Regions from separate parts of the Mus musculus genome. Here regions 1, 2 and 3 are each linked to region 4. The links are chromatin contacts, called in public Hi-C, HiChIP or PLAC-seq and Micro-C maps. All regions are on one chromosome and are shown on one strand. Each heading gives the region's core, a stretch centred on a gene start, on an enhancer-like site or on the middle of the called end of the contact. The rest is flanking DNA. Distances are from core to core; before and after follow the strand shown.

What was found. Hi-C and Micro-C count contacts between places; a contact is called where the count stands out from the background. HiChIP or PLAC-seq counts read pairs in DNA pulled down with a chosen protein or histone mark.
Region 1: a contact with region 4 is called in an H3K4me3 HiChIP or PLAC-seq map of bone marrow-derived macrophages, with 3 times the contacts expected there. The contact joins the enhancer-like site here to the promoter of Tef in region 4. A contact is called at or near these places in 1 of 484 Hi-C or Micro-C datasets (liver), 3 of 115 datasets of contacts at active chromatin or transcription factors (bone marrow-derived macrophages and embryonic stem cells) and 1 of 9 other capture datasets (macrophages).
Region 2: a Hi-C map of bone marrow-derived macrophages shows a contact between it and region 4, with 17 read pairs. The contact joins the enhancer-like site here to the promoter of Tef in region 4. A contact is called at or near these places in 1 of 39 promoter capture datasets (embryonic stem cells), 2 of 484 Hi-C or Micro-C datasets (B cells and bone marrow-derived macrophages), 1 of 115 datasets of contacts at active chromatin or transcription factors (astrocytes) and 1 of 9 other capture datasets (macrophages).
Region 3: a Micro-C map of embryonic stem cells shows a contact between it and region 4, with 4 times the contacts expected there. The contact joins the promoter of Ccdc134 here to the promoter of Tef in region 4. A contact is called at or near these places in 2 of 39 promoter capture datasets (embryonic stem cells and hippocampal neurons), 2 of 484 Hi-C or Micro-C datasets (both in embryonic stem cells) and 3 of 9 other capture datasets (adipose tissue, liver and pancreatic islet).

What each region holds. Positions count from the first base shown.
Region 1 is chr15:81,477,650-81,484,167 of GRCm38.p6, forward strand. No RefSeq gene overlaps it. Among named protein-coding and RNA genes, the nearest start is that of Rbx1, 15 kb to the left of the region's middle. Within about 2 kb of position 3,497, at least 98 of the 459 cell types and tissues checked have an H3K27ac peak or open chromatin away from gene starts, as enhancers often do. A contact at or near this core is called in bone marrow-derived macrophages and liver, where this site is marked.
Region 2 is chr15:81,431,039-81,437,986 of GRCm38.p6, forward strand. Xpnpep3 (X-prolyl aminopeptidase 3, mitochondrial) reads left to right here. Exons shown (of 10, transcript NM_001347075.1): 5 at 5,676-5,738. Among named protein-coding and RNA genes, the nearest start is that of Gm17025, 13 kb to the left of the region's middle. Within about 2 kb of position 3,648, at least 1 of the 459 cell types and tissues checked has an H3K27ac peak or open chromatin away from gene starts, as enhancers often do. A contact at or near this core is called in bone marrow-derived macrophages, where this site is marked.
Region 3 is chr15:82,123,385-82,130,094 of GRCm38.p6, forward strand. It overlaps Ccdc134 (coiled-coil domain containing 134), which reads left to right and starts at 4,538. Exons shown (of 7, transcript NM_172428.2): 1 at 4,538-4,665; 2 at 6,668-6,710. The coding sequence starts at 6,684. Mei1 (meiotic double-stranded break formation protein 1) reads left to right here. Exons shown (of 31, transcript NM_028897.3): 27 at 38-119; 28 at 514-620; 29 at 1,466-1,597; 30 at 1,769-1,881; 31 at 3,230-3,430. The coding sequence ends at 3,275.
Region 4 is chr15:81,807,737-81,814,446 of GRCm38.p6, forward strand. Tef (thyrotroph embryonic factor) reads left to right here and starts at 3,678. Exons shown (of 4, transcript NM_017376.3): 1 at 3,678-3,984. The coding sequence starts at 3,834.

The sequences.
Region 1 (6,518 bases), core at 2,247-4,746, 330 kb before region 4:
AGAGCACTGGTTCCTCTTCCAAAGGTCCATCTATAATGTGATTCAGAGATCTCTTCTGGTGTGCCTGAACACAGGTACTCATATATAAATTCATTTTTTTTAAAGATTTATTTTTTATATGAGTGCACTATAGCTGTCTTGAGACACACCAGAAGAGGGCATCAGATCCCATGACATGGTTGTGAGCCACCATGTGGTTGCTGGGAATTGAACTCAGGACCTCTGGAAGAGCAGTCCGTGCTCTTAACCATTGAGCCATCTCTTCAGACCCCTAAATAATCCCTAAATAAATCATTTTAAAAAAAAATTTTTTTTTGAAGACAGGGTTTCTCTGTATAGCCCTGGCTGTCCTGGAACTCACTTTGTAGACCAGGCTGGCCTAGACTCAGAAGTCCACCTGCCTCTGCCTCCCAAGTGCTGGGATTAAAGGCATGAGCCACCACCACCCGGCTTAAAATTAAAAAAAAAAGAAAGAAAGAAAGAAAGAAAGAAAGAAAGAAAGAAAGAAAGAAAACATCTACAGACTTCTTATTTGGTCAACCATGGAGACCTAGACCTAAATTAAAGTCCCTGGCCACAGGTCATAGTCTACTAGGGGACTTGCTACAAAGATGAACAGGTAAATAGCTGAATATACTGATTCTGTAGAGATACACAGGGCCTGGGTCTGAACTTGATCTCAAGGTACCCAGCCTTTCCTGCCTCCTGACAGTGGTGCCTGGACACTCTGCTGCATCTGCCTTCTGCCAGGAGGGCAGGCATTCTTGTGCATTTCCTTACTTGGCCTGGGAGACCTGGTCTTTCTATGTAGCCACAGCAGTGTCCTGGATCACCTGGGCCTCTCCATCTCTCTAATGCTGGAATTACAGGCACCATCCAACACCCTTGGCTCCTGCCCTTTGGTGATTTTAAACTACCTGTAGGCTAGGCAAGCACTCTGCCACTGAGTTCATATCCCCAGTAAGCCCACGCACCCCTTTAATGCTGAGACAGCGCCTCAGGTTACTGAGTGCTGGGCTCATGTAGCCTGTACCATCCATCATAGCCAGCTGCCCAGCCTTTCAGCAGTCAGGAGGCAGAGGCAGGTGGATCTCTGTGAAGCCAAGGCCAACCTGGTCTACTTGATGACTCTCAAAACTACAAATAAATCAACAAAATAACAGGGACTGAAGAGATGTCTTGGTAGTTAAGAGTGCAAATACATTCACAGGACACAGGTTTGATGGCCAGCACCCACACAATGGCTCACAATCATTATCTATCTCCAGTTCCAGGGGATCTGTCTGAAGCCCTCTGCTGGTTTCCATGGACACATGTGATGCACATATATACCACAAGCCAAACATAATAATGATGGTGATGATGATAAACAACATTCAACTCAACAAAACTAAAAAAAAAGAAAAGAAAAGAAAAGAAAAAGAAAGAAAGAAAAAAAAAGAGAAAGAAAAAAAAGTGAGCTGATTATAATCTCAGCACTCTGGAGCCAGAGGCAGGAGGCGCAGAAGTTGAAGATTTCATTTGCAAAAAGTTTGATGAAAATATGAAAATTATACTATATGAGATTTGTCCTAAAAAAAATGAAAGAAAGAAAAAGGAAGGGAGGGAGGGGAAAAAATCAAAATTGCAAGATGGCTGAGCTTACGGTAAGGACCCCTCCCAGCACCACCCTAGACAACCTGAGCTGGGTGTTCATACGGATCTGCTAGTTGTCCTTTGACCTCCTCAGGTGTGTCGTAGGCACAGTGCTCCCCCTCAATAAAACGGCAATTTAGAAAAACTAAAACAATTTTTAATTAAGATAAAAAAAATAATAAACCTAAGTATCGATGAGGGACTGAGATCAAGCGACCTCCCTAGGGTCACACAATCCTCCACGGTAGGCCTGGACTTTAGACCGAGTTTTATCTACTTCCAAGATGGCTCATTTTCGCCAGCTGTGGTAGCAAGAGCGAATCCCAGAGGACGGCTGCGGTCAAGCCCTCTACAAACAGTTACAAGCTACACAAAGGTCAGGCCTCCTTATTAATCAAGAGCTTGGCCAAGCCTCCAACCACCCCAGTTTAACGAAGCGCCTTATTATTGTTGACTTGGACACTCAACTCTGACCTTCCCTATATTAAGAACCAGAGCTCTGAAAAACAAAGCAGAGATAGAACAAGCTGAAAACAAACGGGTAGGCGGTCATGGTCCTCACGGCTTCGCTCGACAGCTTCTCCCCTAAGGAAACGGAAAGGGAATGTCTGGCTACAGCCGAACTGAAGTCTAATCTGGATTGTAGATGATGTCGCTTCAAGAGGTAAAGCGCGAGGTGAGGAGGAATCAGAACACCAAAGACGTGGGGAGGGGAGGGGCTTGGTGTCAGTGGTGGGACTGCACCTGAGCCTATCAGCTTTGGAGTCAGGCAGACACTGGCTCAAACACTGCATACACCTGTAACCACAGCCATTGGGAGGTGGGGGCAGGAGGATTGCAGTTCAAGTTCACCCTCAGCTGCATAGTAATTTGAGACTAAATTGAGCTACATCAGACCAGACTCTGAAAACATTAAAAAAATGGGAGAAAACAACACTGGATGGAGTTGCCTAAAAGCAGTGGCTGCTGCCAGACTGCGGCGGCAGATGCCTTTAATCCCAGCACTCCAGAGGCAGAGGCAGGAGAGGCCAGCCTGGTCTGCAGATCAAGTTCTCGGACAGTCAGGGCTACACAGAAACCCTGTCTTGGGAAAAACAATAACAACAAAAGCAATGGCTATTCTTGCCAAAACCTAGGTTTGATTCCTAGCACATGCGCAGTGTGGCTCATAAGCTGCCTGCCTGCAACCCCAGTTCTAGGGAAACACTTAAGTTTCAGGCAGGAGATTTTCTTTCTTCCTTTCTTTCTTTCTTTCTTTCTTTCTTTTTTTCTTTTTTTTTTTTTTTTTTTTTTTTTTTTTTGGTATTTTCGAGACAGGGTTTCTCTGTGTAGCCCTGGCTGTCCTGGAACTCACTACATAAACCAGGCTGGCTTTGAACTAGAGATCAGCCTGCCTGTGCCTCCAGATCTTTGTTTTTTATTTTAAAAATTACATATATGTATTATGCGTATGCCTGTGTGCGTGTGTCCTTGTGCAAATGCCATGGTGTACATGCAGATGACAGAGGACAACATAGAGGACTGAATTCTCTTCCTCTGCTATATCTGGTCCGATGGATGGAACTCAGGTCTCCATCCCTAGTTCCAGGTCACAGAGAAAGTGTCCTTCGTTCCACCTTAAAAGTCTGGACAGGCGAACTTTACACTTGATCAAGAGTGCGTTATCAAGAGGTAGAAGAGAAAAAACAAGGCATCAAGAAAAGGACACCTGTGTGTGGGAACAGGACCAAAGAGGTGTGAGAGGTCATGGAGTCACGTGAGGAATCCTGGGAATCAGAATCCGGAGACAGCATCAGAGTGCAGTGTTTATTGCTTGCACAGCGCCTACGCTTATGTAAGTGTTCAAGCCAATCCCAAGCCCTAAATCCAGGGCCAATAGCATCTCTCGCCACACCATCACCAAGCCCCAATGAAAGCCCTGCCCTATAAAGTTACTCAGAAAAGCAGAAGGGGGAGGGGCGAGGCATGGTCACCTGTTAGGACTTCAGGGAAGATGTGGCAGCAGCGGCTCCCCTGGCCTTGGTTTCTTTTTGCTATCTCACGTGTGTTCCGGGAGCCATCTAAGATCGAATGCCGTGCACTGGTCGCGGAAGCCTGTAGCGCCTCGCTCAACATCCCACGTTTTTCTTCATAAGGTTGCTTTCCATATCCTCCACACCTGTGTCTCTTCCCAATTGGATAATCTGTAAAGAACTGGCACACAGGAAGTGGGAAGGGGCAACCGTTCTGGACATCCAATTCCTAGAATAAACCAATAAGTCTTTTGTCGGCTTTATTGGACCGGGAAGATTAAAACAATTTCAGTTACATACAAGTCTTACAAAGTAGAAGAGATAAAAAAATATTAATCCCTTGCCCTAAACATGAACTTTATAGGTTTTGAGTTTTAGAGGATTTAGTTTGTTTAGTTAGTTTTGGTTTCTGTTTTTTTGTTTTGTTTTGTTTTGTTTCTTCTTTCCAGACTAGGTTTCTCTGTGTAGTCCTAGCTTTCCTGGAACTCCTTCTGTGGATCACACTGGCTTCAAACTCACAGAGATACACCCTGCCTCTGCCTCTGCCTTCTGGTATTCAAGGCAAGTGCCAGCACTGCCCGGCTGAATTTTATAGCATTTGATAGGAAAGACTCATACTTGGTATTTCTTACAATGGCAAGCGCCTTTACCACAGAGCCAGCTCACTAGCCCCGACTCATACTTTTTTTATTTTTTCCAATTCTGTTTTCTCCAGTGCAGAAATATTTTTATCAATTAATTATTTTTAATTTAATTAATAATATATTTTTATCAATTCACACTACTTTGTTCATTGCTCTGGGTTTTTTGTTTGTTTTTTCTCTGCACAATGAGACCGATGGGGTCTCACTATCTGGAGGCAGGCTTTGCATGAACTCTGAGCAGCCAGACCACAGGCACTCACCAAGCACCTTGCCAAGATGAGCTGGCCTAGAATTCAAGGGCAGTTTCTCGGTCTGAGAATCAAAAAATAAGTTCCCCAACTAGGTGTAGCATGATAAACCTGTAAACCTAGCATGTAAAAGGTAGGATCAGGGGTCAGGAGTTCAAGGTCATCCTGGGTTACTAGAGACCTTGTCTCAGGAAGAAAAATAATGTTCCATGACCTGGGACACTGCGCCTGATGTAGCATGCTCTCTGGTGCCTTCCCTAGTTCTCTAGTGACAGGTCCATATGGCCCCTGCTCCTCATTTCTGGAAACCCTTTTTATTTGATCCCATTTCACATCTTCAGAAATTTCTTTTCTTTTCTTTTCTTTTTTGTTTTTTTTGTTTGTTTGTTTTTTTGTTTTTGTTTTGTTTTTGAGACAGCAGGATTTTTTTTCTTGACTGTTACTCTCCCTCAAGCTCAATTCAGGTCCAGCCTCTCCCACTGACCACAGTGTTCAACCAAATAAATGATAATATGCACCCAGTTCCTGGTTTCCAAAACCCATCAGGGTAAGGTGTCAGGCGTTGCTGGGCGATGATGGGGTGTATACCTTTAATCCTACCATTCAAGAGGCAGAGGCAGAGGCAGGCAGCTCTCTGATTTCAAGGCCAGCCTGGTCTACAGAGTGAGGTCCAAGACAGCTAGGGCTACACAGAGAAACCCTGTCTGGAAAAACAAATACCCCCCCCCCAAAAAAATGAAGGAGGAGAAGGAGAAAGAAAAAGAGGAAGAAGGAGGAGAGGAGGAGGAAGGAAGAGAAGAAGAAACAGAGGCAAGAGAGAGAGAGAGAGAGATCCCTAAGAAACCTGGGACAAGAATTCTCCCAGTCCTTCTCAGCCCACTCCCTACCCTAACCCTCTCCAGCCTAGAGGTTGGGCTTCCATGGCCCTTACCTTCTGCGTCCTTATGTAGGCCATTTGTCCATGTGCTTTCTTGGTTCCAATGTGCTATCTTGGCCTCTTGGTTCACTCCTCTCGTGTCCTCTTGCTGCCTGTCTTAGTTAAGGTTTTTTTTTTTTTGTTTTTTGTTTTTTTTGTTTTTTTTGTTTTTTTTTTTATTTATTTATTATATGTGAGTACACTGTAGCTGTCTTCAGATGCACCAGAAGAGGGCATCAGATCTCTGTTACAGGTGGTTGTGAGCCACCATGTGGTTGCTGGGATTTGAACTTCGGACCTTTGGAAGAGCAGTCGGGTGCTCTTACCCCTGAGCCATCTCACCAGCCCTTGTTTTTTTTTTTTTAAAGATTTATCTACTTATTTTATGAGTACACTGTCACTCTCTTCAGACACACCAGAAGAGGACATCAGATCCCATTACAGATGGTTGTGAGCCACTACGTGATTGCTGGGAATTAAACTCGGGACCTCTGGAAGAGCAGTCAGTGCTCTTAACCTCTGAGCCATCTCTCTAGCTTATTAGTTAAGGTTTTATTGCTGTGAAGAGACTCATGACCCAGGCAACTCTTATAAAGAAAAACATTTAATTACAGCTGGTTGACAGTTTCAGAGGTTCAGTTCATTATCATCATGGCGGGACGCATGGCAGTATCCAGGCAGACGTGGTACTGGAGATGAGAGAGTTCCATGTCTTGATCCATAAGCAGCCAGAAGGGGACTTTCTTCCCACAGGCAGCCAGGAGAGACCACGGTTTCCACTGGGCGGAGCTTGAGCATAGGCACCCTCCAACACAGTAGTGGACTCTGAGGGTGGGCGCCTATGTTCAAGCCACACCTCCAACAAGACCACACCTCCTAACAGTGCCACTGCCCATGGGCCAAGCATTCTCAAACCACCACACTGCCCTCTCTCCTCTTCCTGCCCTCTCTCATTCTCCTCCAGCCCCTCTGCTCTCATGGCCCAGTGTAGTCTGGACCCTTCCAGGTGCCTCTGGCTGCACTCTCCCTCACATCTTCAATAAAACCCTTCTCCACAATCATA
Region 2 (6,948 bases), core at 2,398-4,897, 380 kb before region 4:
TCCTCTGTTTCTGACTACACTTACTTATGGACATATATACCATGGTTGCATATGAGGAGATCAGAGGACAACTAGTGAGAGTCCGATTTCTCTTTCCACCATGTGGATTGTGGGGATCAAACTCAGGTCCTTAGTTTTAGTGGCAAGCAACTTTATCCACTGAGCTATCCCACTGGCCTTGCTGTCTGTATTTAACCTGTACAGAAGGATGATGACACATTTGTCAGCCTCAGCAACAGTCTCCAAAGAGTAGTAGTATTTCTTTGAGAATAGCATATAACACAGATGTGCAAGCTGTGAGTATATCCAGAGGATATGGCAAAGGAAAAACTTTCAAGGCAAAGGGGAAGATTGCAAAACATTTTGAAGCAATAATACTTGTCCAAAGAATGAAGAACAAGGCTGGTGCCAATCTGAGGTTAGATAGACAAGTTTTACAGGAATATTTTTGCATAAAGTTACAGTGACCTTTTGAAAGTTTGTGGCTCTGGTATCTTTTCTGATAGATACTATCAGGCAATCGTGCATGAGACCCTTAATTTTTATTATTGTGTGTACATGCTGCAGTGTACTTGTGGGGGTCATAAAAACAATTTATGACATTCATTCTCTCCTCCTCTGCATGAGGGATTGCATGGCGTGCACCCTACAGTCATCTCACTGGTCTTTGTCTTACTTTTCAGTTAGAATTGAATTGAACAACTTCATTCGATTCTGGTGACTTTAACAGAGTACATAGTGAAACGGTTGTTACAGTCAAATATATCATCAATTTTAACCCATATTTTCCCACTGATATCATCATACAGAAAAAAAAATAGGACTCTGCTACCAGGGCAGTTTTTATTAACACTTTGTGTTCTAGTGAGACCCAGTGCAAGATGTCAGATCAGCACAGTGCTGATTTCTCTTTCATTGATATCATAACCTTGATTGCTATGTCAAGAGATCAGACAAGCCATAGCCTTGTTGCTTCCAGTCTCCTTGACTTCCTTGAAGGAGGGTTTCTTTTGTGAGTTTCAGCAACCCTCTGAACTGCCATGGAGGTTTCTCAAGAACAGTTAGGTATATGGAGGGGCCCCTGCCTTCCTGCCTTCCCTTCCCACTCTTTCTTTTTCATACAAACGACTGTCATTGATTACAACAGTAAATGCCAAGAAAGAACATGTTTACCCTCACTCCTGGGGCAGCATACCCAAACACATCACGATTGGGTAGGGATCGTTGTCCAATTATTCATGGTCCACTTCTGCTTATTACACCACTTGCATATCTGCTGACAGTGACCCAAGCAAGCAGTCACCCAGGTGCTAAGGACCCTTACTTTTTAGGGCCCTTACTACTTTCTTTATCAGCTACAAAGGCAACTGTGTTTTAGCTCAGTGGTCACATTGTTCTTCCCTTGAGATCTTCCCTCTTCTGAACTCCAGGCTTGGTCAGGAGGCAGAGGAACAGGAAAGTACAGTGAAGCAGGAAAAGCAGGCTTAGGATTAGAGGATGAATAATCTGGGTGGGCTTTGGCCTGCAGATAAGGACTCTGGTTTTCTGATCTCTTTGCCTGGGGAAATTTAGGGCAAGGTACAGTGTTCTGAACTGCAGACGGTTGGTAAGAAGACTCAAATTGGGGGTGTCTTGTTATTTCATTGTCTTGTATGAGGAAGGATAAAGCACTGGTTTGTTTGCATGGTAAAGGAGTGCTCATAGGCAAGGTGGTTGCTGTATCTAAGATGTCTACCTACTAGCATAACCCTGGGAAGAGCAGTGCCTCACAGACAGCCACAGATGCCAGAGCATTACAAAAACTAAGAAAAAATACTTTTAAGACATCAGTTGTGCTAAATCTAGGTCCTCTCTCACTGAACTGTGGCAATATAGAGAAAATATTTATTCTTTAAATATTCCCTGAAAAGATGATTGCTAGGAATTGAACCCAAGACCTCATGAATTTGCTAAGCACATCTACCATTGAGCTGTACCTCCACTACCCTATACATTCTTGAGATGATTCTGTAAATATGTTTGGAAATATAAATTGCTTTTGTTATTATTGTTGTTGGGATTTTTGTTAGTAGTATATTTTATTTTTTGAGACAAAGTTTCTCTGTGTAGCCCTGGCTGTCCTGGAATAACTAGTTTGGCCTCAAACTCAGAAATCAGCCTGCCTCTGCCTCCCAAGTGCTGTGTTTAAAAGCATGTGCTGGCACCACCTAGAAGGTATATAAATTGTTATTGGCTCTTCCTGATGAATCATAATGAGAAAAATGTATTAGGCAAGAGTTCTACAGAATGCCAGTCACCATCAACTTGTTCTCTCTGTTAGATACTCTGCACTTTACCAGGTACTGCAGAGGCTCTTGGATATTTTGTTTTGGGGCCTCGTATATTGTACTCTTAGTCTCCTGAATTGTAAGCCTTCCACATTGGTATAGGCAGTGAGTTCTGACTGCTGTGTGAGTATTAAGTTGTTTCATATTTACTGGTTGGCTTAGTTAGTCCCAGTGAGTACTGGAAGAAGGGAGAGTCTGTAAGTTTTGCATTTTTTTTTTAAATAGAGGAATGGATTTCATATGTTATATGAAATATCACCCACATATTATGAAAAAAATATACCACTATTCGTTTCAATCTTTTTTTTAAATATTTATTTATTTATTATATATAATTACACTGTAGCTCTCTTCAGACATTCCAGAAGAGGGCATCAGATTTCATTACGGATGGTTATGAGCCACCATGTGGTTGCTGGGATTTGAACTCAGGACCTTTGGAAGAGCAGTCGGCACTCTTAACCGCTGAGCCATCTCACCAGCCCTCGTTTCAATCTTTAACCTAACTTTAATTTATATTCCTTTCACAGCAGTATGTCCACATTCTGACTGAGTTTTGTCATTCCTAAGAGACAGCCTAGATAGTATTGTGTTCCTGTGCATTCTAGACCTAAAGAGCTCGCTCTCTACCACCAGGCCTTTTGTACACATGCGTTTTGTAAGAGGTCTTGACTTCTTTGCCAGTGTTTGAGTCAAGAAGTCCTAGACTTTGAAGTTTTCTTCTTCCATTTCTACATTAATGTTCAGAGCCAGTGTTTTAGCATCTGATGATAAATACTAATTAAGTCTTTCTCTTTGTAAATTCCTTTAAGTTCAGATAATATTGAGTGTATCGGCCTTGGGATTTTTGTAACCTGAAGAGTTTGATGAGAGACAAATGACAGGTGTCCTATACCTTCCTATGAACATCAAGTTTTGTATCATTGTTTTTTATAGGATTATTAATATTTTTTAATTATTATTATACATAAGTACACTGTAGCTGTCTTCAGATGCACCAGAAGAGGGTGTCAGATCTTATTATGGGTGGTTGTGAGCCACCATGTGGTTGCTGGGATTTGAACTCAGGACCTTCGGAAGAGCAGTCGGTGCTCTTAACCACTGAGCCATCTCTCCAGACCTTTTGTATCATTGTTAATTAACTGTATAAAAGCTGAATTGGTTTAGAACTATAATTATTGTCCTTATTGTTTCCGGTTTGCATGTGTGCATATGTTTGAGGGGTGTGTGTATGTTGTGTGTGTGTGTGTGTGTGTGTGTGTGTGTGTGATATGCAGATACTTAAGTATTTTAAGTGTATAGTTCAGTGGTTTGAGATCATCACCCAGATTTATCATCTCAAGTAAAAACTCTGTACCCAATGGGCAACTTCCCCTTTCCTCCCACACTGAGACTCTTTTTTTTTGTTTTGTTTTGTTTTGTTTTGTTTTGTTTTGTTGGGTTTTTTTTGTTTTTCGAGACAGGGTTTCTCTGTATAGCCCTGGCTGTCCTGGACCTCACTTTGTAGACCAGACTGGCCTCGAACTCAGAAATCCACCTGCCTCTGCCTCCCAAGTGCTGGAATTAAAGGCATGCGCCACCACGCCCAGCCCTTTTTCTAATTTTTATGAGATTGATTTATCTTTGTTGTTGCTACATGCACTTTTGATGTCATATCAGGAAGAAAAATCATTGGTCAAGTCACTTAATAAACACTTGCTAAGATTTTGTACTTTTTATTTATTATATGTGAGTACACTGTAGCTATCTTCAGACATTCCAGAAGAGGGCATCAAATCTCATTACTCATGGTTGTGAGCCACCATGTGGTTGCTGGGAATTGAACTCAGGACCTCTGGAAGAGCAGTCAGTGCTCTTAACCACTGAGCCATCTCGCCAGCCCTGGATTTTGTACTTTTAAATAATATGTTTAAGTTAGTGTTCCATTTTAAGTATATTTTTGTATATGGGAAGGATCTACCTAAATTTTTGCATGTCTCTTTGTTGGTTTTGTATCTTCTGTAAATTATTGAACTTAAGTTTGTGAAAGGGTCTCAGTAAATAGAGTGTGCTAACTTGAAGCTTTCCAAGTGTTGGGATTACAGATAAGTACTACCATGCCTGCTGATAGAGAAGATCTTAATCTTTTTTTACATCTTTCTGAGGTCCTACAGCCTACTCATGTAATCTACCAGAGGTGCCTTTTCAGTCATCCCTACGTGAGAGACATGCTGTTGTCCTATAATATCAAATAGGCAAGCATCCATGCATTCCTGCATCTTCAGTACGCATTGGTTTGACCAAGAAGGGGCAAGATTATTTCATTTCAAGGCATTAGAGGGTTTGCTCATTTGTTTTCATGCTTGATTTTTTTTTTTTTTTTTTTGAGGTAGAGTTTCACGGTATAGAACAGGCTAGCCCTGAACTCAAAATCCTACTCAGACTTCCAAATGCTGGTCTTAAAATGTATGCACCACCATTCTTGGTTTTATCTGTGGGTATATATGGTAGAATACTCTCTTAATTAATTTTGATAAATACAGCACTTCTTTGTGAATAGGGTGAACACACTTTTAGCCTGATCAGGCCATTACTGGTTAAAGCAAAGGATCTCTCTCATTGCAGAGCATGTTGATACAAGCCTTTACATCCTGCAGTTGGGGGGCAAAGGCAAGCAGATAGCTGTGAGTTCAAAGCTGGCCTGATCTGTACACCAGGTCCCAGGCCATCTAGAGCTACTTTGTGGGATGATGTCTACACAGAGAGAAAGAAATGTCACTCCGTTATAACTAAAACTCCCAGGAAACACTTTTTACAGTGGCTTATAGGGGTGTTGTACACAGTGATCTAGAAAGTGGCTCATTTCCTTCACTGATCTCTCACCCTGTGTCAGCATCAGCTTGTCACTTAGACACTTAGTAATTTCAGTTGTAGTCTCACAGTTCCTCAGATATTATTGTGGCCCAAGTTATTTTGCTTAGCACTCCACCCGTTGACCAAAGAGAGAAGCTCATTTGTAGACATCCTTAGCCTGATTTGTGCCATTGCCGAAGGTGGCAATCACACCCCTGAATATTTAGCAGATCTGTTATCAATCTTCATTCCTTTCCACTCTACTTTCCCAGCTCCTTATGGTTTTCAGATACACTGATTTCAGGGTATCTGCTAATTCAACCCAATCATGGTCTGGTTCACTGCGGGAAAAACTTTTGTTTGTTTGTTTGTTTGAGACAGGATTTCTCTGTGCGGCCCTGGCATGTGCCACACACCCAGCTATGAAAGGTGCTTCTAACTTGAACTCCATCCTTTTGAATGTTTGAGTGACAGATAAAATGACACTGCATTCATTTTCCCTCCCTCTCTTTGCAGGCTTTCATAGAGACCATGTTTGCCAGTAAAGCTCCGATAGATGAAGCCTTTCTTTACGCGAAGGTGAGCTTCAAGGTCCCCATAGGGGCAAACGTAGAGCAAATTTACTGGCTTAAGAGTACATACATTGGCTTGCAGGCAGGCACAGAAATGACAGCATATCCTTCTCAAATGTTAATTTAACTTATTGTACATGTAAAGTGTGTAGTGTTACATTGAAGAGAAGTGCAGAGCAGAGCCAGTGAAAAAAGACCTAACCCTGTGAAAGGAGACCAACGCTGAGTGCATGTACGAGGTAGAGTCAGTGAGTCAGCCTTCAGAGAGTTCCAAAGGTGGCAGAGTTTAGTTTCCTTTTCCATCTGCCCAGAGCATTTCGGTTGATGAGACTATTTGCAAGACTGAAATTAGCCATTTAGAAATATTGTTTAAAAAATAAGCCATATTTTGTTGTTTAGCTGATTAACAATAGCCTTATATGTGTTTTTGGACTCAGCCTTCTTTACAGATTTTTCTCTGTCATCTTCTGGGCTTTCTTTGAAAACTATGTGAAGTTTAAATTACAGGAGATTAAATAATAAGGTTGAGGGTGGGGGCTGGAGGGATATCTCAGCAGTTAAGAGCACTGACTGCTCTTCCAGAAGTCTTGAGTTCAATTCCCAGCAACCACATGATGGCACACAAACATCTGTAATAGGATCAGATGTCCTCTTCTGGTGTGTCTGAAGACAGCTACAATGTTCTCACATAAAATAAATCTTTAAAAAAAGGGAGGGGTGGCTGGAGAGATGGCTCAGTGGTTAAGAGCACTGACTGACTGCTCTTCTGAAGGTCCTGAGTTCAAATCCCAGCAACCACATGGTGGCTCACAGTCATCTGTAATGAGATCTGACACCGTCTTCTGGAGTGTCTGAGCACAGCTACAGTGTACTTACATATAATAAATAAATAAATCTTTGAAAAAAAAAAAAGGTTGAAGTCAGATGTATTGGTGGATGTCAAATTGCAGCCTTTATGGAGTATGTATACATGGTGATCAGGAGCTCAGTGTCATCCTTAGGTCAGCCTATAGTGTAAGTTTCAGGTTAGCCTGGGCTACACTAGCTCCTGTCTCAAAATATACATACATGTAGTAAAGTTGGATAACAGGATTGATATACGCAGGTATATATAGACTAGAATAGAGTACAGCAGGAAAGAGTCAAAGAAATGTGGGGGTTGATGCTGTAGACCATTTGGTTAGGTATGGCTAGGGTTCCAGTCATGACTTACAGTA
Region 3 (6,710 bases), core at 3,288-5,787, 320 kb after region 4:
CCTGACCCTAATTCTGTTCTGTTTTGTTTTATTCCAGAAAGACCCTCTGTTATCTCAAGCCTGTATTGGCTGTCTGGAAGCCTTGCTAGATTACTTGCATGCCAGGAGCCCAGACATTGGTAGAAACCTCTATTTTCTCATCCTCCCATGATCAAGATCAGAGGGAATTGGCCCGTTATCTTACCGTCCCAGTGATTTGACAACACTGCAGAGGACACTGCCATGTCTGTCGTCAGATGTGGACACTGAGGAGCAGGGTGTTCAAGTGACCTACGCTGGTCACCCTGCTTTTAAGTAGCAGAGACCTTCTGGTTGCCCACTTCCACGACCTACAGTCATGTGATAGACTCTCCCTGGGAGTCCATATGGGTGGTTTGAAGTCCAGGCAAGAGACCTCACGAACCCAGTCTTTCCATTTTTTTTTTAAGCCAATAGGAAAAGCTCTTCTTAGGCGCACTCCTGGGTTCTCTGGGAGACCAGCACTAACCAGCTTAGGACTGATGTCTCTTGCAGCGCTCCATGTGGCCTCCCAGCCCTGGAATCGGTTTCTGCTGTTCACCCTCTTGGATGCTGGAGAGAATTCCTTCCTCAGACCTGAGATACTGAGACTTATGACCTTGGTAAGTGCAGAAAGGATAGGTCTGTGGCTGGAAGATAAATCAGCAGGGTGTTGCTGAGGTGGTCCAAAGCATGACGGTATTTCAGGTGACCCTCATTTTCAAAGAGCAGAGGGGTTGTGTGACCCTCACCCCCTACAGGAGACCTGCCCAGGGATTTCCTGTGAATAGCTGCATCTATCCTTAGGACACATTTTCTCTTCTTTCTGTCATGAAACAATGACCAGGGACTGTGGTAATGTGACAGACAGGTCTAGGTGCTGAGGATGCTGATGAACCCCATGCTTTGCCTCCTAAGGTCCCTTACTCTAGAAGGACAGGTAAACGAAGAGTTAAATGTGATGTCTTGAATGATAGAGTATTTGGCACATAATAATTCTTGTTGGATACGGAACACAAGAACAGGCTCATGGGTGACATTAAAGCTCACCCACTATTAAATCAGAGGTTGGTGTGAAGTGTAGGGACCGCTCCGTCTTGAGGCTTGAAGGGTTAATAGGCAGAAGGAGACAGTGTTACAGAGGTAAAGGGAGAGTAGTAGAGCCAAGAGCACACAGAGGAGTTACAAGGACCACACACAGTTCATCTCGGCCATGAGTTTGCAGAGCAAGGCTGGGGGAGGAGGGAGCCTGACGCGGTCCCTAAGGCCAGCTCTCTCATGAGCTCAGTCTACATTATCTGCCCTTTTCTCCTGTGAGACAACCTCACCCACTCTCACCGGTGCAGAGCTTAAAAGCAAGACTCTGGGCTTTAGAATAGTGTTTCCATCTCACTGCTGGCTACAGCAGTCCACAGGAAATGGTGTCTCCTCTAATTGTGGGCTTTTGGGGCTTTTATTTCCGTGCTAGTTTGTGCAGTACCGGAGCAGCTGTGTCCTCTCACGTGAAGAGGTGGGTCTTATTTTGCAAGGTGCAGCTTTGGTTGACCTGTCAGCTCTCTCAAACGATACACTCCAGGCCCTGCATGGCTTCCTCCTGCAGGTGAGTGGAAAGAGGGTACTGTGTAGCTAGCTGTATGAGGCCAGGCCCTCAGGACCATCTTCTCTGCAGAAGGTGGAAGCTCTGGCCACTGAAGCCACTGGGAAATCAAAAGAATATGGGAGGTGAGGGACAGTTAGAAAGGGCATAACTTTCCTGTCCCTTCTTCTTCAGGTCCAGAGCATGGGTCTCCTAAATGACCAACACATGACCCAGACCTTGCAATCATCTTTGGAAGGCCTTTGCTCCCGCACCTTCCCAGCCCAGCCACTCTTTCAAGACATGCTGTATCCTTTCTTGCCCTGGGGCCTTTGGCCTGGGCAACATCACCAAAGCCACAGAGATATGTAGCAGTATTGTCTTAGTCAGGTTTCTATTCCTGCACAAACATCATGACCAAGAAGCAAGTTGGGGAGGAAAGGGTTTATTCAGCTTCCATACTGCTGTTCACCACCAAAGGAAGTCAGGACAGGAACTCAAGCAGGTCAGGAAGCAGGAGCTGATGCAGAGGCCATGGAGGGATGTTACTTACTGGCTTGCTCAGCTTGCTCTCTTATAGAACCCATCTTATAGAAGATTGCCGGCCCAGGAATGGCAGGCACCACCCAAAATGGGCCCTCCCCCCTTGATCACTTCTCAGCCTTATTGCTGGATCTCATGGAGGCATTTCCTCACCTGAAGCTCCTTTCTCTGTGATAACTCCAGGTGTATCAAGTTGACACAAAAAATCAGCCAGTACTCAGCCCAAGTAAGGAGCAGTAGTGGTTGGTAAGTCCCTAAAAAGGCCTAGGTTGAGACCAGTCATGACAGCACATGTCTGTATATCCCAGCACTTAGGAAGCTGAGAATATTATAGTGCTGGTGTGTGTGTGTGTGTGTGTGTAGGAGAACTTCCTTTTTTTTTCAATCCTAGTTTATTTATTTATTTATTATTTATTATATGTAAGTATACTGTAGCTGTCTTCAGACACCCCAGAAGAGGGTGTCAGATCTCATTATGGATGGTTGTGAGCCACCATGTGGCTGTGGGATTTGAACTCAGGACCTCTGGAAGAGCTGTCAGTGCTCTTAACCACTGAGCCATCTCTCCAGCCCAAGAACTTCCTTTTTAAAAAGATTTTATTATTTTTATGTACATGAGTACACTGTAGCTGTATTGATGGTTGTGAGCCATCATGTGGTGGCTGGGAATGAAGGTTGCCCACTCTGGTGGGCCTGGCTTGCTCCAGCCTCAAGATTTATTTATTATCTAAGTACACTGTAGCTGTCTTCAGATGCACCAGAAGAGGGCATCAGATCTCATTACGAATGGTTGTGAGCCACCATGTGGTTGTGGGATTTGAACTCAGGACTTTTGGAAGAGCAGTCAGTGCTCTTAACTGCTGAGCCATCTCTCCGGCCCCAGAGGAGAACTTCTTAGCCCTACTGGCTACTCCCCTGGCTATCTTCTCTTTTCATGGAACAGTTCTCTGTTATATGCCAACTGCTGGTCCCAGTTTTGGAGTCCGTGCCACCAATATTAGAAGTATTCATACTCTTCTCTGACCATTGCTACCCTTCTGGGGTTCTGTGATATCCCTCCCCTCCCCCTTCAGCTCTGTTTCTCTTTTATTCTCCTCTCATGATTCACGCCAGCTGCCTCGGAGGTGTGTCTGTTTCCCAGGCTCACATCAGAGGCTGAGCCTCAGGACATAAAGGCCCAGAAACAGAAAACAATGAGACCTGCAGACAAATTCCGGGCATAATGGTTGAGGGGGAAAACAATATCAAGCCTCTCTCTGGAGCTATTTTACACCACAGTGGAAATGGAATTGGGAAATAAAATAATGCATTAACATTCCTGTGTGCACTTTCACTCTGAGCTCATCTTCCTGGAACTTGTTCCTCAGCTACACAGCTGGACACTGGCTTGTTTCCGCAAATGATGGAGACAGACTGGAGAGTGAGAGCATTTAAGGAGCATGTGCACCAGGCAGTAGTGGCACACGCCTTTAATCCCAGAACTTGGGAGGCAGAGGCAGGCGGATTTCTGAGTTCAAGGCCAGCCTGGTCTACAGAGTGAGTTCCAGGACAGCCAGGGCTATACAGAGAAACCCTGTCTCAGAAAACCAAGGGTTGGGGCCTGAGCATGTGCAAAGTGCTTCATAGTTGTACATAGAGAACATGAAGAACCCCTGAGCTGGGAAGGCCCCAACATCAAGGGCCCCAAGCCTTGTGGTTGGACTTTGGAGAAGCACTTCACCTCAAGTGGACATGGGAAGAGGTACAAATCTCAGGGGGGAATAAAATCAAACCCACTTCAGCCTCTCTGGCTCAAGCCTTTTCTATACTCACGTGGGCAATGGTCATTTAACGTCTACCATCGCCGGCTACTGGCAGAAAACTCTGCCCGCACCTGTTTGTATATCAGCCCAGCCTGGGCTTTGCGTCCTAACTGGCCACTCCGCCGGTCTTCCCCGGATCTAGCTGTCCTGACACCCTCAATCCCTACCCCGGAGCAAAACAGAATGTCTACGAACAGAGGAAGAACTCTGGTTTAGAAATCAGTGAACTGGATGGACAAGTCGGGGTTGCCCGTGCTCCGCACTACCATAGGTTATGCTGGTTCCTTAAAAAGTTCTTTGGATCTTGCGAGCTGAGGTTTAAAATAGACTCAGATGAGACATCAGGCACTACGCTAAAAGCGCCGGGCAGCAAGGGTTTCGGGCCGCGGTTTGCTGACGCGCTTTCAGCAGGGTAAGGGCCCCATCGTAGCTTAACTTCCTCCAACTCCACCAGAACCGAGATCATCAGCGTGCCGGGCGACGGCTTCTCCCAGGACCACGCCGTGGCTGACAGCTGCAGCGACACGCGCCAGAGCACAGCGGGGCGGGGCCGGAAGTGAGGTCAGCGGAGCGCGGCGTTCGCGGCCCGGTCTCATTGGTCAGGAGCAGCGCAGTAGGTGGGCCGGCCGCTTGTCGGTCTCCTAGCACTGCTGGCCGGTTGCTGTAGAGTTCCGCGCCTTGCCAGAGTTGGGTGCTTCCGGCTGCTCGCCAAGGGGCTGCTCCCTTCTCCCTGCACCGCCGGCCGGGGTAGGTAGTGGTGGGGGTGCCGGACTGTACTGTAGGCTTCTTGGGAGGGGAGTGCGGAGCCCCCCGCACTGCGTACGGGTTCGGGACTCGGACACCTAGAAAGGCTCGCTTGCCCCTCCGAAGCTCCAAGGCGCGGAACCAAAACCCCCGCCCGGCCACTACCACAGGCTCTACAAGACGAGTTCGGAGTCGCTTGCCGAGTCTGAAAGAGCGCTGGGGACGCTTGGGACAGAAGCGAGATTTAGAGGCCGAAGAGTAGAGTATCAGTCATGAAAACCAGACCTGTCCCCCGCGGTCCGCTACTTTGCTTTCCCACGTTTGTCCTGCTTGAGTTATCCTAGGTTGTCTGGTAAATTTGTTTCCCTAAGTTTTGCTGTGGCCTGGTTCAAGTTCGCTTGGGTTCTGGAACATGAGACGGAAGGTGGACGGTCCTGGATAATCTTTGTTCTGTAGATTTCTGCTGTCCCGGCTCCGTGGGGGCAGGGGTTCTCCTAAGGATCTCTCCCAGAGCATCTCAAATTCTGGGTGGGGGTGTGGCCAGCTTTGATATGAGATGCCCTGTGCTTATTTAGAGACAAGACACAGTGCACTGAACTGAGAGTAAGACTCCTGGCTCAGCCTAGGAACAGCTGTAAGACTCTGAATAGTAACTTTTTTTTTTTTGTCCCCCAGTTTCCACATTAGTAAAACAGGGTATCTTTCATCTGAGTATGAGGCCTCTGTTGACTGTCATTTTCCACCCTAGTCTATCCATTTTGGAATTTTAGACAAGGCCTAGATTACTCTCAAACTTAAGGACATTCTCCAGCCTCAACCTCCCAAGTGGTGGGATTAAAGTTATGAGCCACTACTCCCAGCCCCCACATATTAATGTTTCACTTGACCAAATTCTTCTTATCCTTAAAAAAAAAAAAAAAAACAGAGCCAACTGTGTGTGTGTGTGTGTGTGTGTTCCATGTACACCTCAGTATGTGTATGCAGAGGACAGAGATCAATACCAGGTATCTTTAATTGTTCTCTTCCCTATTCGTTGAGACAGGACCTTTTACTGAACCTGGAGCTCCTAGATTCAGCTGGACTAGCTGGCCAGCAAGCTCCAGGAATAGTTGAGTCCCCAACTCCTCAGATCTAGGAGCACAAGCATGCGTTGCACCCAGCTTACTCATGATACTGGGGATCAGACTCGGGCCCTGGTTCGAACTTCACCAACCGAATCCTTTTATGCTTGTATGTTGGTTGATTGTCTCGTACCCATTCAAGCGATAAGGTACAAGTTCAGGGAGTTTGGTTTGCCATACTTCCTGGGTATGTGTTCTCAGCTCTAGAACTGCGTGGAACATTGCTTGAGCAGTAATGGTTGGGCTGTTGTTGGAATTAGGGACAGATGCTGCACATGTAGTTCCCGGGTGAATGGGTACAGTCTCCAAGTCTTCCCTGCTTCCCTTCTCATGCTGTGTCCCTTCTTTCTGATGTCAGAAGAAGTTGGAGGAGGAGGGAAGCCATACAAGCCTTACATACCTTCTCACTGCCTGAGACTCCTTGGCTGATACCCTCTTAGAAGGCTAGGACAGGGATTTGAAAAGAACCTTAATGCCCAGTCAGCCCCGTTCTCCAGACATAGTACATTGTTCAGACCTGTCGCTCTGCATCAGGAAGGGGACCTCCTATGCCCGATTTTATAGGAAGCTATATTAAGCTATAAGACCTTCCCTGGCTTAGAGAACTGGAGTGCTTGCCCAGGAACAAGGCAGATGTAGTCAGGACTCTAACCTAGAGCTTTAGCCTCAGTCCCTATCCAGTGTTGTAAGACTGGCTAAAGTGTCTCTTCCTTTCTTCTGCAATCCTATAAGCCTGTCTAGTGTGCCTGCTAGTCATTAGTCCTGGCTAGATCTTCAGGGCTCCCTAGAGCTGGATGCTTGGTATTTGGAGGCTGGGCCATGTCTGGGGAGGTATGTTTTCCCTGAACTCACCCCCTGCCCCTATCTTTGGGTTATTCCTCTAGCTCCAGAATCTCAGATATGGACCTTCTTCAGTTCCTGGCAGCC
Region 4 (6,710 bases), core at 2,428-4,927:
CTGGTTTAGACTCTATACCCTATTCTTATCATCATACACAAAACAACTCCTGAACCAAGACATCCTGACTGCAAGGAAGAGGCTGAGTGGATGCCCACCCATCCGTCTCACATATCACATAGGCGGGTACCTGCCAGTGCTTAGCACAGACCATCTCCACAGCCCCTATTCAGGAGGAGTCTCCATCTGCTTCCCAGAGGAAAATGAGTGAGGCGCAGAAGCCATTTGCACAGTGCTATAAGCAGGTCATTGACTGAGAGGAAGGTCTCCTCAGGTCTCCTCTCAAGGCCCGAGTCCCAGCTGTTCCAGGCATCCTGAGGCAGGCATTGTACTGAAAAACTATTATTGGGCTGGCACAGCAATGCCTTTAATCCCAGCACTTGAGAGGCAGGGGTAGGTAGATCTTTGTGAGTCTGAGGATAGCCTGGTCTACAAATAGTGAATCCCAAGCCAGTGCAGAGCTACACAGTGAGATTCTGTCTCAAACCCACCCTCTCTAAAAACAAAAACAAACTCACTATAATTGACTAGCTGATGGCTCAGTGGGACAAAGCATTTGCCACTATCCTTGGCAATCTAATTCCTTAGAACCATGGTAAAGGAGAACAGACTTCCAAGAGTTATCCTCTAGCCTCCAAACGTTTCCTATGACATGTGTGCGCACACATATTCGAGCACTAAATAAGTGATTAATTCAAAGCTATTATTAGAGGCTAGGGATGTACCTCAGTAAGTAGACTGCATGCCTAGCACGCACAGAGCCTGGGTTTGATCTCCTGAACTCCATAAATTGGTGCTGGCAGAAGGACATATATTCAAAGCCATCCTCAACTACATATCAAGTTCAAAGCCAACCTGGGATCCACGAGACTCTATCTCAATCAAACAAACAAACAAAAAAAAAACTCAAAAAATTTATTGATACAAAATAGTGTGCTGCTACATCCTACTTTTCTTTCTTTAAAGACAGGGTCTCACTATGTAGCCTTGGTTGTCCTGGAACTCACTCTGTAGACCAGACTGGCCTGGAACACATAGAGATATACCTGCCTCTGCCTCTACCTCCCAAGTGCTGGGATTAAAAGTGTGCACCACCACACCCAGCTGCCACATACTTCTAAAGTTTAACCAGGTACTAACATGTTCCTGTGAGGGAGTCTATTTCTATACAGGGCTTTCACACTATGGCAATTAGCAAACTATTTCTCATAGCACTTACTCCTCTACTCTGTCACAGCTGTCACCATAGCAATGACAGGAGACAACAGCAGAAAAGGCAGCTGGGGTTCGTGAGGTCAGCTGGAGAAAGAAATGTCCCTGCCTTCAGGGTGGTGTGGATTGCTGCCATCCCCCACAGTTTGCAAAGAAGCACTAGAGGGAATATGCCTGTCATGCTCCTTCGGGAACATCCACCTTTTGATTATCCAGGGGAAACTCAAGTGTCTCTAGACAAGAGACTCAAAGCTACATCAGTTTCTGAAGCCTAGGCCTGTTACCTTCCTGCATCCTAGTCACCTGCTTAGGTAAGCTGTTCCAGGTTGGTGGTCCATCATCCATTTGTGGGGACTATTGCTCAAAAGAGAGGGGGAGGGTAAGGACAGGGGAAAGAGGGGGAAGGAGATGGAGAGAGAGTAAGAGCAGGAGTGAGAATCTTCACTTCTCCCATGTGTCATCTTCCTTATAGACAGGCAAGATGTGCTCTTACCTTATCAGTCCTCCTCTGCCACACTAGGAATTGTTCTCCTTCTCAACAGTATAAGAGTTAGCCATGAAAATGTACATTTCAGTCTAGTCTAGACAGTTCCTCTAGAACCAAATCACATGGAGATTTCTACTTCTTTTAAAAAAATATTATGTTACATTTGTGTGTGCAAGAGGAATTATTGTGTTCATGGAGGTCTGAAGACAATTTTTGATTTAGTCCCTCCTGCCATCACATGGTATGCAGAGATTGAACTCTGGTTGTCAGACTTGGCAGCAATCACCTTTACCCCATGAGCCATCTTGCTCATCCAGCTTTTCTTTTCTAGAGTTTCATATGTTGCTTCATTTTCTTGGAGTCACTCTTTCAGATTTACTGCTAAAAACCTCTAGGCCAGTTTCTCCTAAAGAGATCCTAGATACATAAGATTCCTCCTGACAGGTCTGCAACGCCTGGGTTTCCTGTGCAGTTTCCTTTCTCCACACTGGATTTATATCCATCAATTTTGATTAAATTAGGAAAGATATTTGCATGGGAACACCGTAGGCTACATCCTGCTTTCTCCCCATTTGACAAAAAGGAGAACAGACTGGAGAAATGGAACAATGGGCTAGAGGATTCAGGTTCAGAAAACGATCAACATCACAAAATCTTGTATTTTAGATTCACAGTCCATCACTCTATTCCTAAGGCTACCCAACGTCCTTTAGCCGCTTCCTTTGGGCTTACTCAGCTAAATTTCTTTTTCCTCAGGTCCTAACACAATCCATGCGCTTCTAGCTGTCTATTGTGGTGTTCTGTAACTACCGCATGAACCACAGGCTGCCTTTCCGCCAGACTCAGCTCCTCCTTCCGAGGCAGGGAGCCATGGGAGGGACGGAGGGACAGAGTATAAACAAGCCAAGTCCCTGCCCCTCTGGGAGCTTAATCCCTGAGCGTCTAGTATTGTCTGGGCTTGAAGCCGAGTATGACTTGTACTGCAAAGAGGTACAAAGTTCTGCGAGCCATCTTGAAGGTTTGCACACCCCTTCACGGCTCACAGGTTTCCTAAGGAACCCAGAAACTATGTTTTGTTTTGCTTTTGACTCTAGTTCAATGTTGAATTTTTAAGACTGAGGAAATGGGCTCCCGTGGAGCAACTGGATAATTCCCAAGGTCACAAGCGAGCAGCTAGTAGTACGGAAGTCTGTCCGGACCCTGGTTCGTGGATAGGTTTCAAGAATGCGCTCTCCGTACTAGTGTTTATTCTGCAACCACGCCCGCTCCCAATCCCTAAATCAGTGGGCAACCTGACACCCGCTGAAGCAGCGGAGCTTGGGACCCGCCTGCCCTCCGCTAACCTCGCGCGGAGCGTGGGAGGAGCGCTGGCTGGCTACCCACGTCCCAGTCCCCTTACCCCCGGGCAGAGTCCGCCAAACAACACAACAGGCCAGTCCTGGCTAGGCCTAGGCCAGAGCCAGCCCCGCCCCTCTCCGCCCCTCTCCGCCCCTCCGCGCCGCAGCCGCACGTGCAGAGCCTCGTGCAATCGCGCCGGCCCCGCCCTCTTGCCCCATTGGCTGCCGCGAGCCTTTCCCTCACTGCCCCGCCCCGCGAGGCTCCGCATCTGCTGCCGCTCCACGTGACCCTCGGGGCTGGGCCGTCGCGCCCCGCTCCGCCTTCCTCTGAGGTGGCTTCTCCGAGGGAAGGAGAAAAAGGAGGCTGCGATGAGGTGGGAGGAAACCTGTAGTCACGAAAGTGGTGGCGAAAGGGACGCGACTGACCAAAAAAGAACAGGGGGGCTCCGCAGAAGGGCCCGACGCTCCCGGGCAGGCGGAGCGATACTCCTCACCTGGCCCAGCACGTGTCTACATCGTTTGGTTCTCACAGCCAATCCTAGCCTGAAGAGCTGTGCCCGCCCTTACGCAGCGCGCACCAATCGGAAGCCACGCTATGGGACCGCTGGCCTGGCCTTATGAATAATGAATGAGACGGAACCAGTCCGCGGGAGGGGTGCGGATGGAGAGAGGTGGGGGTGCAGTAGCGCGTCTGCGCAGTGCTGCCCGTGTCAGCAGCTGCGGCGGGTCGAGCCGCTCCGGCCCGTCTCGGGGTGCGGGCGGGGGAGGCGAGGCGCACGAGTGGGGCGCAGGGCACGATGTCCGACGCGGGCGGCGGGAAGAAGCCGCCTGTGGAGCCTCAGGCGGGGCCGGGCCCGGGGCGTGCAGCTGGAGAACGGGGCCTGTCGGGCTCCTTCCCTCTGGTCCTGAAGAAGCTGATGGAGAACCCCCCGCGCGAGACGCGCCTCGGTGAGGGGGGGGGGCTCGCGCGTGTCTGGGGGCGGGGTTTCTGTAAAGGCGGGGCCTTGTGGGGGCGGGCCGGCCCGGGCCGGGTCAGAGGTCAGGGTGAAGCGGTCCAGTGGTGTGGTGTTTATGCGGGCCCGGGCATGACTAGGGGCCTGCTGGACTAGGCCTCTAGCCCAGAGAGAAAGTCAGGGGGTGATCTGGAAAGGACAAGTCAACAGAACTTTGCAAGGAAGCCGCCACTTAGAGGGGGCTCCAGTGGGGCCGCCTGCATCCAAATCCTGAGGATACTGCTTGCCTTCAAATGCGGGTTCCTGGACCTCACCTAGTCTGCGGATCTTGAGACAGAGCGTGTATTTTAAGAAACACTCCACTGCACCCTCGTGGGTGCAGAGTTCACCACCAAAGTTTGAGAGGCCCTGATCAGTATAGCAGATGGCCTTTGTATGTCTTTGGTCCGTCCTGGAGGAAGACGATTCCTCCTCTCTACGAGTGGACAGTGAGCAGGTCCACGGTGGTGCTTTACTGGAAATGCATCCCTGGGAGGTGTGGATGGAGGAGGCAATTTGAGATGAGGGTCGGTAGTGTCTCCCAGTTGTTTTTAAATCAAAGCCTGGTTTAAAAAAAAATTAAGGGAATGAAGGCTGGGCAAAGTAGGGCTGTGATGAGGGTTAGAATGTGGCCACTCAGGTCCTTCTCCTGGTTGATTGTTGGGAATCACAATAGCAGGACCGGGCTTCATCGAATTGCCCAGGCCACAAGAGTCCCTGGGGCCTGGTGTGGAAAGCAGACTTGGCCTGGGTATTTGGCCTGGAAGAGCAGCAGGACTGCCACCTATTGTGGGGTTTTAGGTCCATTGATGTGTGCTTTCAGTCTGAGATCTTCAGATTTCCAAGAGCTCAGCTTAATTAGGGTATCTGGGAAGGACTTGGCTGTTTGTGGATTGCTTGTATCAGGGATCTCATTTCCCTTTCTAAAATGCTGTTGTTTCTTTCCTTGGGTGTGTTCTGGGGCTGCTGTGCTTATGGTTGTCCCTGTTACGTTATAAATAGCTTCTGCTCATCAGGTGAGGCTAGATTCTCTCCTCCTGCCTCAGGACCTCATGTGCACAAACGCTTTTGTTTGTATGAAGGTGATGACTCCATCCAGATCTGAGTGTAAGACAAACTGCAAGGGCTGGTGCTCACATCTGGCAGCTCTTGCCTAAGCTCACCAGAGAGGACCAGGCCATACTGGGGTTTTGCTTTGCATTTGCCCACACTCACAAAGCATTTTGACATAGTCTTATCTTGTTTGGGTTACTACCTCTCCACTTCTAGGTGAGGAAAGTTGAGACTCCTGAGAGGCATAGATGGTTTCTCAAGGTCACATGGGTGGGCCTTCTGGCTCTTGGTTTGGTGTTCTTTCTGTTGTATGAAACTGACAAACCACTGGTGTCAGTCCCTGTGATTTAAGTCCTGGACACGTCGGTCATTTACCTTTTGAAATTAATTTAAAACTTGACCTTACAAACACTGGATTGTGATAGCCTGACTGATTGTAGTGGTGCTTGTTTGCAATCTCAGCACTGGAGAGGTAGAGGCAGGGGGACCACTAGTTCAAGGTCATCCTCTGATGCACATCAAGTTTGAAGTCACCCCGGATTTCATGACCCTATCTCAGAAAATCAGGAAAAAAAATGTTTTAATTGCTTTAGTCAGGCAAAATGAGGAACTTCCTGTTGCTTGTCCTTCTGTCAAGCTGCTTTTTATCTCCTTGCTTCTCTTACCTCTTTTGATCCCAAGTGACCCCACCCGACTGGTCCAGTCGTTTCTGAACAGAATGTGGACTCAGAGAGACCATCTGGCCCACCCAGCCCATAGGCTGGGAGTTTTGTTGCCTCCCAGTTGTTTTTAAATCAAAGCCTGGTTTTAAAAAATTAAATTAAAAAGGCAGCCATAAGAATTGATGTTAAATCATATTACAAGCTATGAGCAAGTTGTGCTTATGAGAATCTCCAACTCACGGGGTCTGGTCATTGTTCTTGGACTAATGGCTCCCTTTTGGCTGTCTGCTCTTGGGACCCAAGCATGGCTGGTTTTCCTCCAACATAATAATATTTGATGTGTCTCTCTTTTTTTTTTTACTTCTAAATCCAGGGTTCAAAGTTGTCTCCTTCAATTTTGAAAACCTATTATGAACGTGTCATGATCATCTCCCACTTCTCTGATGAGCCTCTTTCTCACTCTGATTGCCTTCTTGTCTTGTCACATTTCTCTGTATTTTTTTTTCTTAATTGCCCCCTCTTGGATATCCATGCGCATAACCTTTTGACTAAGACATGGGGGATTTGGTCTTCACTAATTGATTAGCTTTGCTTTGAATAGAAGCAGTCTTTCTTCTTCAGCTCCTCCCTTCTCCCTCCTCCCAGGAAACCTGCCCCCAGTCTTTTCTGCTTACTCAGGGATAAAGCCTTCTGAACTGAGCTCTGAGAAGAGCTCCAGAGCCTCTCATTGCAGTCACCTGAAGCCAATTTGTCTGAAAGTCCAGTGTTCTCCAGGCATTGCACAGGCTCCCACAGCCATTGCTTAGCCTCTTTGTTGGCCTCTGAAATCTGGAACTGAATGCAACACAGTCCGTGCCCTCAGTGAGCTCATAGCAATAACGAATGTGTACTGTGTACATGCACTTGGTAATAGTCATTTTCACATGCTGTCTCTGTTCTTCACAAAATAGGCGACAGTGAAACACAC